Regions from separate parts of the Gossypium hirsutum genome. Here all the other regions are linked to region 3. Evidence: chromatin contacts called from public Hi-C data. All regions are on one chromosome and are shown on one strand. Each heading gives the region's core, a stretch centred on a gene start, on an enhancer-like site or on the middle of the called end of the contact. The rest is flanking DNA. Distances are from core to core; before and after follow the strand shown.

Region 1 (4,122 bases), core at 1,428-3,927, 690 kb after region 3:
AAAGGGAAAGGAGAAAATCGTCAGTAGAGTACTGATGAAGAGTAGAACCAACATGAAAAATATACCCGAATGGTAAAAAGAAAAGTTCGGCTACCCAGAACAGAGAATGAAGAGAACCCAAAAGCAATGTCAGAAACTGAAAATGAGGAGAGAGCAAAAATGCACAGTAACCGAAACTAGACTTCTCAAACACTTCTCAGGACACTTAACCACTGAAGCAAGCATGTATTAATGCGACACAACATACATAAATAAATATTTAAGATTTGGGGCGTTCCAGGTTCAGTGGTAAGACCTTAGCTTACCTACAGGTCTCGTGTTCAATTCTTGTGTGTGCAAAGTGGAGTTTATTTTTGTTTTGAATTCTGAAGAAAAGAATCTAATTTGGATAATTATAGGAGTTAATGGGTAGTTTTTAAAACTAAAGCAATGAAAGATTATCTCTTGAAATATATCCCTCTCTATTTCCCAATTTTGTTACCCACCTTCTCAATAGCTTTCATGTTTTCATTTTTTGTTTCTTATTTCTTTTGTTGCCATAGTTTTTCTATTTTCCCCTTTTTCCATTTTTTCCTTTATTATTTTCTTTTAGATTTTTCTTAGACCTTTACTAATCACCTCTATTCTTTATTGTCACCCTCTTATTCGTTTTTTGTTTTTTTTAAGGTTCTCTGTCTATTTGTGTTGTTAATTCTTCGTTGATTCATTGCTTTATTCTTGGTAAGTGTATTATTCATTTAGTAAAGATTTGATATTATTCTCTTTTCATGAAGAGGTAAGTGGGTGAGTTGACTGTTTGTATTGAATTGGTTCTGATAAGTTTCTGTGAATTTATTAGTTGTGGAGTGGAGACTTTGCCAGCGAGCTAAGTATGGTTTAGGGCTGCTGTTATTTGCAAGGGTAAGTGACCAACTCAGTTGTGTGCATTCTTTGAAGTCGGCTAGGTGTAGTAGCCACCTTATGCGTACCAAAATTTGAGATTTATCGGGCATTAAAATGCCCCCCATTAACCTTAGGATGAATGCTTGGGCACATTGTTCTTTGACGATGTTGGTCGCGTTTGGAGGAAGCTCTTTGAAATTGGTTTCTGACCAATTCATCTATATTCAGCCACCTTGAAACTTGTTTAGGACCTTCCCCAAAAATGCCTCACAAAGGTCCTCTTTAACGGGAATGATCGCTGACCTCGTGATGATTGACCTATCCACCGATAAATCGAGTTACAAAGCTATGTCCTCGAGTGTGATTGTACACTCGCCGCATAAAAGATGGAAAGCGTGTGTCTTGAGCCTCCATCTTTCCACCAACGCGCTGATGAGCGTAGGATCAAGTTTGCAGCCCCTGAGCATACGAGATGCATGCAAGAATCTCGTGTTTTGCAAGTAACCATAAATTTTGGTGATTGGTCCTTTTGACAAATTGTGTATAAACCCCTCCAAAACACGATCATTCGCCTATTTATATCGACAAAAAAATATTTTAAAATATTTTAAAAAATAAGAAACTTTAAATTTAACTTAATTGAAAATAAAAAAATTTAAAATTTCGTCTTACCATTATTGCTTGAGCGACGAAAATGTACTTTTCTTCGAAACGAATCAGAAATGTTGTCATTCTTGAAAATTTAATCAAATGAATAAAATATGAAATCATTAAAAAATAATATTTTTAAACAAGCGTATCGGAAAATTTAGAACAAAACTTGAGAAAATTGAGAGAATTAAGAGCCTGTTTAGTAGTGCTTAAAAAAAGCACTTCTAGCTCTAAAAGCACTTTTGTAGAAAAGTTGTGCTAAACAAACTGTTTTTGACTGAATTTTTTGGCTTTTCAGGAGAAGTTAAAATTTTTAGCTTTTCCTTTCCCAAAAGCAATTTTGGTGCTTAAATACTTTTTCACCCCTCTAATAACATAGTACTTTCCCTTTTTTTCCTTCTTAGTGCTTAATTACAAATGTGTTAAAATCATTAATTAAAAATAAAAAATATTTTTTAAAATATTAATTACAAATATTTAATGATTATACTTAAATATTCAAAATATAATTTATATATTTAATTAAATTTTATAAATAATTAATATTTATTGCTTAAAAATATTTAAAATTTATATTTCATATATTAAAATATTAACAGCAAATTATAATAAATTTTATATTCTTACAAAAATATAATAATGTTAAATTAATTTAAACATTATTTAAATACATATTTGTTACTTGATAATAACATGTCTAAAATGGACATTTTATTTCTCAAAAGTATTTTTTGACAGTAATGCTAAATACTCAAAATTTAAACTAAACTTTTCAAAAGTACTTTTCCATAACATTTTTCAAAAGTATTGCTAAACTAGCCCTAATAAAGTTGAAAGAATTGAGAGAGTTAGATTTGAGTGAAAAAAATTAAAATTGTATAGTATTTGTAGAAAAAAATGACCGTTGGAGCACTTTAAATCTTTTTACCATTGCCAGCCAACGTTTAAAAAATCGTTAGAATTGACTTTTGACGAACGAGTTTTTTATATAATTAATAAGAAAACACATTTAACTAAGCGTGTTTTCCCTTTCTCTTTTAAAGAACGACCTATTTCCTTAAGTTAGAAAAAATACCTAAAAAGGCAAATAAAACAAATTGACATATATGACTAATGGAAAAATCTTCAAAGAAACTTTATTTATAAAAATAAAACAAATTGAATATTATTGTTGTAGAAAGAAAGAGGAGGGGAATATGGCGGTCGCGAATGAATAGGTGGCTTGGTGGACAAGGAGGGATGAACGCGTAAATATGCCCAAATGCTAACTCTACACGGAAACAACAACTTCCGTATATATATACATTGCAACCCTACGGCAGAAGAGAAAGAAAGAAACCCTTTTCCTGCCTCCCCTCTATAAGGCTAATATACCACCTCAACCTGAATTACTCTAATCCTTTTCCTTGTTTTGTTCCTCTATTAAATACCCCCAAACGCTTCCCACACCTTCTACCTACAATCACTAAAATTCCTCTCCTTTTTTCGTCGAAATCTGCGTCCCAGAACTTCTTTTTTCTGGCTCTTTTCCCCTTTTTGTTGGAATCAAACCATTGATCTTTTGGTATTTTTGTGAATGGTGGAAACAATTTGGAGCTGTAGTATATTGATGCTCTCCCCTTGCAAATCGAGGGCGAGCACTCTCCTTCCTCTTTCTGCTGCTTCTGCTTTCGCATTCGGTTCTTGCAAAGAAGGCTGGTACTACCGCTGCCTTGGCCTTGACCCATAAACAACCCCACCTCAATACCTCTATTCCTTTCCACCAATAACCCAGATTTGTTTTTTTTTTGTTATACGCCCCACAAAATAACAAAACAAACCCATTGTTTCTCTTTTCGCGGTTGTTGGTGAATTGTTCATTCATCTGTTTTTGGTTTTGATTCCTTTTCATTTTGAATTTTGAACAAAAAAAATTTGAAAGAATGTTGCTTTACAAGCAGAAGAAGAACCAGGGTCCCAAGGGCAACAGGCTCCTGATTAGCGTCACTGTTCTCGGAAGTGCTGGGCCGATCCGTTTTGTTGTTAACGAGGAAGAGCTCGTTGCTGCCGTCATTGATACTGCTTTGAAATCCTACGCTCGTGAGGGTCGGCTTCCCGTTCTCGGATCCAATCTTAATGATTTCCTCCTTTATTGCCCCAGTGCTGGATCAGATGGTATGTCGGTTTTCATTTCAATCTTTAAAGATTAAAAAATTTCCAGGATTTGCTTATTTGATGTTAAATGGTGTTTTATTTGGGAAAAATTAGTAGTATTCATGATTTTGGGTGTTTGGTATGTTTTTTCATTGCAGCACTAAGTCCATGGGAGACAATTGGATCACAAGGGGCAAGGAATTTCATGCTGTGCAAGAAGCCAAGGACTGAGAAAGTGAAAGACGACGGGAAGGCAGCTGAATCAATTAATAGGAAGGCAAGTGGGAATTGGAAGGCATGGTTTAATAAATCCCTCAATCTCAAGATTTCCTCCCATTAATTAAACAATTCCCAACCCTTTATGATCCTTTATTTCTTGGGTTAGCTTTACTTATAAATAAAGCCTTGGAAGTTAGTCTATTATCATTGATGGCCATGGTAGAGTATTGCTTATGT
Region 2 (3,844 bases), core at 1,182-3,681, 720 kb before region 3:
TTACGTGAATTTTCTGGAGATGTAGAAAGTACAGCTCTGGTGGGAGTTGATGGCCTCGATGAATTTGGGCTCCGAATTGGTGTTGTTGACCGCACAGGAGTTCCATTCCTTGAAGGTTCTTGGCTAGCAATAGGAGTCATTTCAGTGCCCATATCTCTCATGGATACTGATCTAGCTGTTGAGGGAGGAGGAATAAACGTCGTAGCACTATGTATCGATATTGATGAATCATGCTGGCTAAGACTAACTGCAAATAAATCAACAATTAATTTCTTAATTAGTGCATTGCAAATTACTAAGGCAGCTTCATGTTAGACGCTTTTGATGCATAGAAGTTGAGTTGATTTTTTTAAATAAATTAAGGCATGCATACTGGCAGTTAAGTTTTAGCACTTCATTCAAACAGCAAAGCTGCAAGTTCACCATATCTGCTCTTTGTGTGAAAATTTCCAAGTTTATCAAAAGGGTCAGAGCTGAGATTATGTTCTTGCGGCAGAAAAACCAACTGCACATTTACTTGAAAGTATAAAAACTAACCACACAAAGTCGACTAAAGGGAAAATAATACCCCCAATACTATCAGTAACATGAAGGAACTTCCTTCTTATGCACGAAAGATTTAAATAGAAGGCTACCCTCAAATAATATCGGTTTCAATCAGCCAAAAATTAATCATACATTACTAATTGCAGTAAACTTCTAGTGCAAGACCAATAGCAATTATGCCTAATTGATGACAACACAAAATTTCTAAGTTTTAACATGATAAGTGCTCAATAGGGGCTAATTCTTTGATTAAAAGCATGAGTGGACATGATAATTATGAATATGAAGGCTAATTTTTCAACAGAACCGTGCAAATGTAACTAAGACTACTTCGAACATAAAATAAATTTAATCCTTACTAGCTGACTCAGCAACAGAGTTCTGGATCATTAGTACAGGCTTCCCATATGAATCCACAACTGGGTATGGATCACTCTCCCAATTAACAAACTTCTGCAGCCCATCATCCTTCTTAGCATGATTAGTATCAATCCGTTTTGTATCCGGTTCTTCGAAAGCAACCATCCTTTGATCTGGAACTTCAATGACCACCTTAGTAGACGATTGCCTCCCGTAACCAAAAGTACCTCCTTTTCTTGATCCCACCCCTTGCCCACCCTGCCCTGTCTTCGGCCGATTTGCAGTAGGGCTGGCTATCCATTTCTGAGCGTCATCCCATTTCGATGGAGCAGGCTTAGAAAACGGCCCAAGGGGAACCCTTTGCGGTGCTCGTTCAGTCTTCTGAAACTCAAAGATCGATGAGGACACACTCATGTTGTCATGCCCACTATCATAATCTAAACCAGGATGATCCTCAATGAACCGGTTTTGAGCAGTGCCTAAAGAATGATCCTTTGATCTTCGCTCGTTACCATTTTGCATAGCAACTGTAGAACTAGCTGTTGTAGAAGTGGAACATTCTGGAAGAACACTCACCACATCTACATCTTTGCAACTATCAGAGCCACTTTTCCCTGCAGAAAAAGAAATTAAACATAAAAATCAACAGTTTCCACACTCTTTCCATTCTCTTCAACTTTTCCTTTTTTCTTTCTTCTTTCTGAATCTATTCTCAAATATACATCAATAAAAGCAAAAAATAAGTAAATAAACAAATAAAATAAAGATACCTGAATCGTCATCAAGGTGAGAAAGTTCAGATCTTAAATCTATTGAAGATTCAACTTGTTCTTCTTCTTCTTCTTCTTGTTTTCTTTTCTTTTCTACTCCTAGGAGCATAGTCCGTAGCTTAGCAGGGGAAAATCCACCACCACCCTACGGATTTTCACAATTTTTTTTTTCTTTTGTTCAGTAATAAATGGATTTAAGCAACGGATCAGTAAAAGAAAATTTGAAAATGAAATCTCATCTTCCTCTATTTCTTGCTTGCTTTCTTACTTTCCCAAAAATAACAAAGGAACGGAGCATAGGGCGAAGAGAAAGGCATTAAGAAAAAAAATAAATAAAAAAAGAAAAGAGAGATTGCGAGAAGCATAAGTACCTGAGGCTTTTGGATTCTTTCGTAATCCATGAAAATGAAAACTGATTTACTTTCAATATTACACTCCGCAGATAAAACATAGAAACGGAAGCTAGAATCACTGAACTGGCAGCATCGCTATTATTATTATTACTACACCATGCTTGTTGCTTGAGAGCTGAAGAACTGTCCAGTAAGGGAATTGAAGTGATATGTCTCTCTTTCGCCCTATAAACTGACAAAATTACTAGAAATAAATAATCTCCTATTATTTAATAATTGTATGCTTTGAGTTTAAATTCGTGAACCTTGGATGCCATGGACAGATTCAGAGGAAGAAAAGTTACAAAAATGATTACTTCTTTAAAATATTTTTACCGGATAATGAGCCTTGGATACCCGTCTCTGACCAATATTTTTCTAAAGAAAATAGCTGTATAAAATTATATTTGGTCGAAGAAAAAACAAAAAAAACTAGATTTGAAAATATTATGGTTATAATAGTCAAATAAATTCCAATCAAATACTACATTCACCTAATGAATATTATAATTTATATTATACCATAATCTTTTAAAATATAGTACATTTGTTAAATAATTATTTATAATGAATAAGGATGAAATTAGAGAGTTAGGAAATAAAATAATAATATTTAGAATTTTAAAAAATAATTAAAATTTATATCAGTAATTTAAAGGAGTGTATCTTTGAATCCTAAATTCACGAGGGAGTCAAAGGGATAGTGTAACTTTTTCTTTTTGAATTTGGTAAGTCCATGGAATTTTTATTATTATAAAAATAATTATTTATTTAAGTTTATTTTGTTAATTATCGTGAAAAAAAAGGATAATGTAAGCTTTGGCCATTAAACTTAGCAAGTAGGTTCACATTGGTTTCTAACTTGAAAATTAGGTTCACTTTGGTACCTATACTTTTTTTAGGGTTTATTTTGAATTTGACAATTAGATCCATTTTGATCCATGAATTTGAAAAATTTAAAACTTTGATGACGTTGTATTTTGAGTTTGAAAAATAAAAGATTTTTAGATGATGATTTAGAACAATATTAGAATGCCATATTCAATGTTTTAATAACCAAATTCATGTTGAACACGTTAGACCACCAGTTCTCGATTTAACCAGTTCGACGTATTCAACTGTCGAACCAACAATAATTAAATAAATAATTAAAAATTCTTAAAAATCTAAAAAAAATTAAAAAAGAAAGATAAAATCGGTTTTACTTGATTTTTTAGATTATTATGAGTTTTTAATTATTTATTTCATTATTGTTGGTCTTACTGTTGAACTGGTTGAATTGAGAACTGATGATCTAACCTGTTCAATCATTAATTCAGTTATTAAAACATTGAATATGTCATTCTAAGTTTATAGCAAATTATTACCTATTTTTTTAAGTGATGACATGACACAATTTCAAAATATCACATCATCAAAATTTTAACTTTTTCAATTTAGGGATCAAAATAGATCTCATCTTCAAGTTTAAAATAGACAAAATAAGAAATATAGGTACCAGAGTGAACTTAGTTGTTAAGGTTATGGGTCAAAAGTCATATAATTTTTTAAATGGTCATTAATGATTTTCAAATTCAGAAATCATAATAGACAAAAAAAATTCAAGAACAAATATAAATTTATTTACCAAATTCAAGAGCCAAAATTTATATTATCTCAAAATTAAAAAGTGAAAGGTGTATCTATTTATATATATATATAGTAAAGAAGGTTGTCTCTTTCTATCACTTTTTGAATGGAATCAGTTCAGTCTAGAGCTGATCATGGGCTGGGTGG
Region 3 (4,183 bases), core at 1-2,500:
ACCCTAAACTTGTTTTAGAAAAAAAATTAAGCTCTTTTTTCTTTTTTGCACTCATATAGATACTTGAGCTTTTAAAATGTATAAAAAAAAGCCCTTAAACCTTTTCAAAAAAATAATTAAACCTCTTTTTTTTTACATTCAATTGGGGACTTGAACTTTCAAAATCCATTAAAAAGACCCTCAATTTTTAAAAAAAAAAGCAATTAAACCTTTGATTTTATTAAAAATTAAAAAAAATTTATAAAAAACTATAAAAAATTCAAATCAATAAAATCTATAAATATTATTAAATTTTAATAAAAAATTAAAATATTAAAAATTCATTAAAAAATAGTAAAACATATAAAAATTGTAAAAATTATAAAATATATAGAAATATAAAATTTTATAAAATTTTATAAAGTCGTAAGAAAATTATACAAAATGTAAAGAAATATATATTTCGTAAAAAAATTTATAAAAATTATCATACCAAAAAAGCATTTATAATTTTTCTATAACTTTTATTGATATTTATTTTTTTTATCATTTTTCGCCACATGTCACACTGAGTTGTGATACGTGGTAATTTTAATTGAAAAAACTAGGGGTCATTAATTTTTTTTATGATTTTTATAAAAATTTACAATTTTTTATTTTTTACGAATTTTATAAAAAATTTCTAATTTTTAAATTTTTATTAAAATTTTATAATTTTTCTAAAATTTTTTATTTTTTATCTTTTATCATTTTTTTCTAATTTTTAGTAAAATTAAGGGATGAATTGTTTTTTTAAAAAAAATTAGAGAGTTTTTTTGATGCATTTTGAAAGTTTAATTGAGTGAAAAAAAGTAATAACTTCGTTGCTTATTGCTTTTTTTTTCTAAAGAAGTTTGAGAGCCTTTTTTATGCATTTTAAAAGTTCAAATGCTTAATTAAGTTAAAAAAAAGAAAGAAAGGAGAGGCTTAATTACTACTTTTAACAAAGTTTGAAAGTTTTTTTAACACCTTTAAGCATTTGTTTTAAGTATAATGAAAATATATTTCACCTTCATTTCACGATTAATAAAAATTAATTTTTTTTAAAAATTCATAATTATATATCCTTACAATATTAATTTTAGAGGTAGAATATACCTTTAACACTGGTCTAATACATGTTGATAATTTTAGAGTTATAAATTTTAGTGAGTAGACAATAAAAAAAAATAAAGATGTAAATTAGTGTATAATATATATCAAATAAAAGGGAAAAAAGGAACAACACAAATGAAGTCCACTTAAAAGCTATGGTTGTGTATGTGACATAAGGAACACATCACCACCCATCTTATTATTACAACTTCTCTCTCTTTCCTCTCCTTTCCCATCTCTAACCTTTTCTTTATTATATTTTTCTCTTTTTCCTTTATATTCTCTTTCTTTTTTAGCTTAGCCAGCCTTTCAGGTTTCTTATATATTTCCTTCATCCCCACAATCCCCCAATCTCTTTCCTGGCGGCTCCTCCTCCCTCTTTTCTCTTCGCATCATCTTATCTTTTTCATTATTTGAATATTTCGATCTAATTGAGAAAAGATCTTTTTCTTTTGTTACTTTTTTTGAAAAATCCGCCATGGTAGCGGCTACGCCACCACAACAACAACAGCAGCAGCAACAGAAGAAACAGGCGGCGGTGGCGACCACAACGGTGACGGTGGCCGGGGCTACAAAGCCATCGGCTGAAGAAGAGGCTTTGAAGAGGAATACGGATTGCGTTTACTTTCTTGCTTCCCCTTTAACCTGCAAAAAGGTTGTCCCCCCTTTTTTTACCCTTAGGGTTTGGAACAAGATCTTGTTGTTTGTTGGATCTTGCTTCGATACTTCAATTAGGGTTTCAGATTTACTTTTCGTTTTCCCTGTTTCAATGGCTCTTTGTTTAGTTATTTATTTAAATTTAAATGATAGGAAGTAATAAAATTTATTGGAAATGTGAAAATTTATTTGTTTGTTTGTTTTTTGAGCTGTTTACATGTTAGATCTTGCTAATTTATATTAGGTTCTTAGTGGTAAAGCCCTAGTGAATACATCTGGGAATATATGACATATTTCCCTTGATGTTTCTTTTATACATCTTAAAGAAAATTATTGGCTTCTCCCCCTAGGGTTGGCTGTTAAATGTGTATTTATTTGATGAATTATGTTAATTTTGGTGCATTAGTTTTGTAGTATTTTGTAATTGATCTGGCGCTATTATAACTTCAAGTTATTCGTGTAAAAGATATGGAAACATTTATGTTCCTTATAAAACTCTTCCTAATTGTCAAAAATAGAAAGTATTTCTAGAATTTGTTGTTTCCATTGTGATGCACTTATGTTGTTGTTTATGATGGAATGTTTTGATGCATCATCTCTAATACTGTTATTCCGGAACAGTTTAGATTGTCGTCTGACTGCGGTTTCACTTTTAGCCTTTCTGAACTATTTTTGTCTGTTTGCATTGGTTTTGAAGTTCTTTTCTAGAAGCATGTTTTGCCATTTGTGAAGTTGCCTTTGACAATATGTCTTCATCAACTCCATCTAGTTGTTTATAGATGAGAACTGATTGTTCATTAGATTCTGTAATTAATATTTATTTCCTTCTCAATGCCAATAGGGAAGTGAATGTGAGTATCGTCATAGTGAATATGCCCGGGTTAACCCAAGGGATTGTTATTACTGGTTGAATGGAAATTGCTTGAACCCAAAATGTGGATTTCGACATCCTGTAAGTTTCTTCTCTTCTCTTGCACCAATAGTATAATCTTTGTGCCATGCTAGTCTTACAGGCTTTTGTAGGGAGTCTTGTTGCACTTATGATTTTCAAAAGTGAAGTTTGAAAAATTGCCGGTAATCAAAATTGAATATTTTACCAAGTCACTTGCTGATTTGACAGGAAAAACCATAAAATGAAAAACATTGTATTAAGAAGATCGTGTTTGTTATTTACTCTTCATTAAAAGCTGGTGTTCCATACTTTTGAATCTACTCTACGCTTACTTTTCTCTTCTAAAACATTCATGTACAATTATCCCAACACCTCTTTTACGTTTTAAGATAACTATAATTTCTTTAATATTTATTTAAATGGTCAAGTTACATATTGAGCTATTTCAATCATATTGTGATGTACTTTGGACTGGTTATGATAATTTTTGTGTTATTCTGATGGTGTCTTTTCAGCCCCTTGATGGCTTGTTGGGAACCCAAGCAACAACTCCGACTGGTTCTTCCAAGCCTTCTTCACACACAGCAGCAACTACAGCACCTGCTAGTCATATGCCTTACAGCCAGGGTGCTTCTTACAGCTCCGGCAAACATGCAGTTCCATGTATTTTCTTCCTCAAAGGGCTTTGCATTAAAGGTGACAGATGTGCTTTTTTGCATGGTCCAACTACAAGTAATAAAGCCACACAACTAGCAGCAACTACCACTGCTAGTGAGCCTCATTTATTGAAGAAGACTTTTGGTGCAGTTGAAGCATCTCAGTCACAGAAGTTTCCCCCAACTAATGTTTCCAATACTGTTGGACTAGCTCCTGAAAGTAAACCTTCTGCAAAAGTTAAAGCCGCTTTCACTAGGAGTGGTACTGGAACTGAGAAAAGTGTGCCATCTCCAGTAGGCTTGGATGAGGAACTTCCTCGACACAAAGCAACAAAAACTACTTCAGTTGTTAATGGTGGCTCTATGGGTCATTCTGGTTGGTTGCATCAGCCCCATGCTTCAGATGAACAGACTTTTCATGGCAGTAAGGACACTGAAGAATTTTTGAGGGAGTCTTCTCCTGGTTTTGACGTTCTTGTGGATGATGAGCTCAGGGATTCTGATTTCTACCATGGTGAAGATCAATATGGAGGCACTAGAGGACATGAGGGAAGGAATGTCAATGAATATGACATTGGTCGCCCTGCTAATTATGATGCCATGGTTGATGTTGACCAAGAAATGTTTCATGATGCTCGAGGCTATGATTCATTTGACAATGTGCAAGGGAATTATGATTGGGACCAGCAGAGGGCTTCATCTGAGAGGATGCCACTAGGGTCGTCTACTCTGGAGAGAAGGGGTTACTCAAGAGTTGATAGTCCTGATCATGTTGAGGAATCTGATCTTCGACATCGTTTGTCTAAGCGCAGAAGGGTTAATGGCCTGAAGTCTGTTGTCAGTCATGATAATGCCCTAGAAAATT

Evidence for each region. A called contact is a pair of places that touch in the nucleus more often than the background predicts.
Region 1: a contact with region 3 is called in a Hi-C map of leaf, with 2.6 times the contacts expected there. The contact joins the promoter of LOC107918216 here to the promoter of LOC107918210 in region 3. A contact is called at or near these places in 3 of 34 Hi-C or Micro-C datasets (callus and leaf).
Region 2: a Hi-C map of leaf shows a contact between it and region 3, with 4 times the contacts expected there. The contact joins the promoter of LOC107919274 here to the promoter of LOC107918210 in region 3. A contact is called at or near these places in 2 of 34 Hi-C or Micro-C datasets (both in leaf).

What each region holds. Positions count from the first base shown.
Region 1 is chrA01:89,871,437-89,875,558 of Gossypium_hirsutum_v2.1, forward strand. It overlaps LOC107918216, which reads left to right and starts at 2,678. Exons shown (of 2, transcript XM_016847756.2): 1 at 2,678-3,687; 2 at 3,825-4,122. The coding sequence starts at 3,456. The coding sequence ends at 4,006.
Region 2 is chrA01:88,461,830-88,465,673 of Gossypium_hirsutum_v2.1, forward strand. LOC107919274 reads right to left here and starts at 2,432. Exons shown (of 6, transcript XM_041111822.1): 1 at 2,048-2,432; 2 at 1,677-1,821; 3 at 906-1,520; 4 at 1-247. The coding sequence starts at 2,077.
Region 3 is chrA01:89,185,477-89,189,659 of Gossypium_hirsutum_v2.1, forward strand. LOC107918210 (zinc finger CCCH domain-containing protein 17) reads left to right here and starts at 1,251. Exons shown (of 3, transcript XM_016847750.2): 1 at 1,251-1,768; 2 at 2,612-2,722; 3 at 3,178-4,183. The coding sequence starts at 1,592.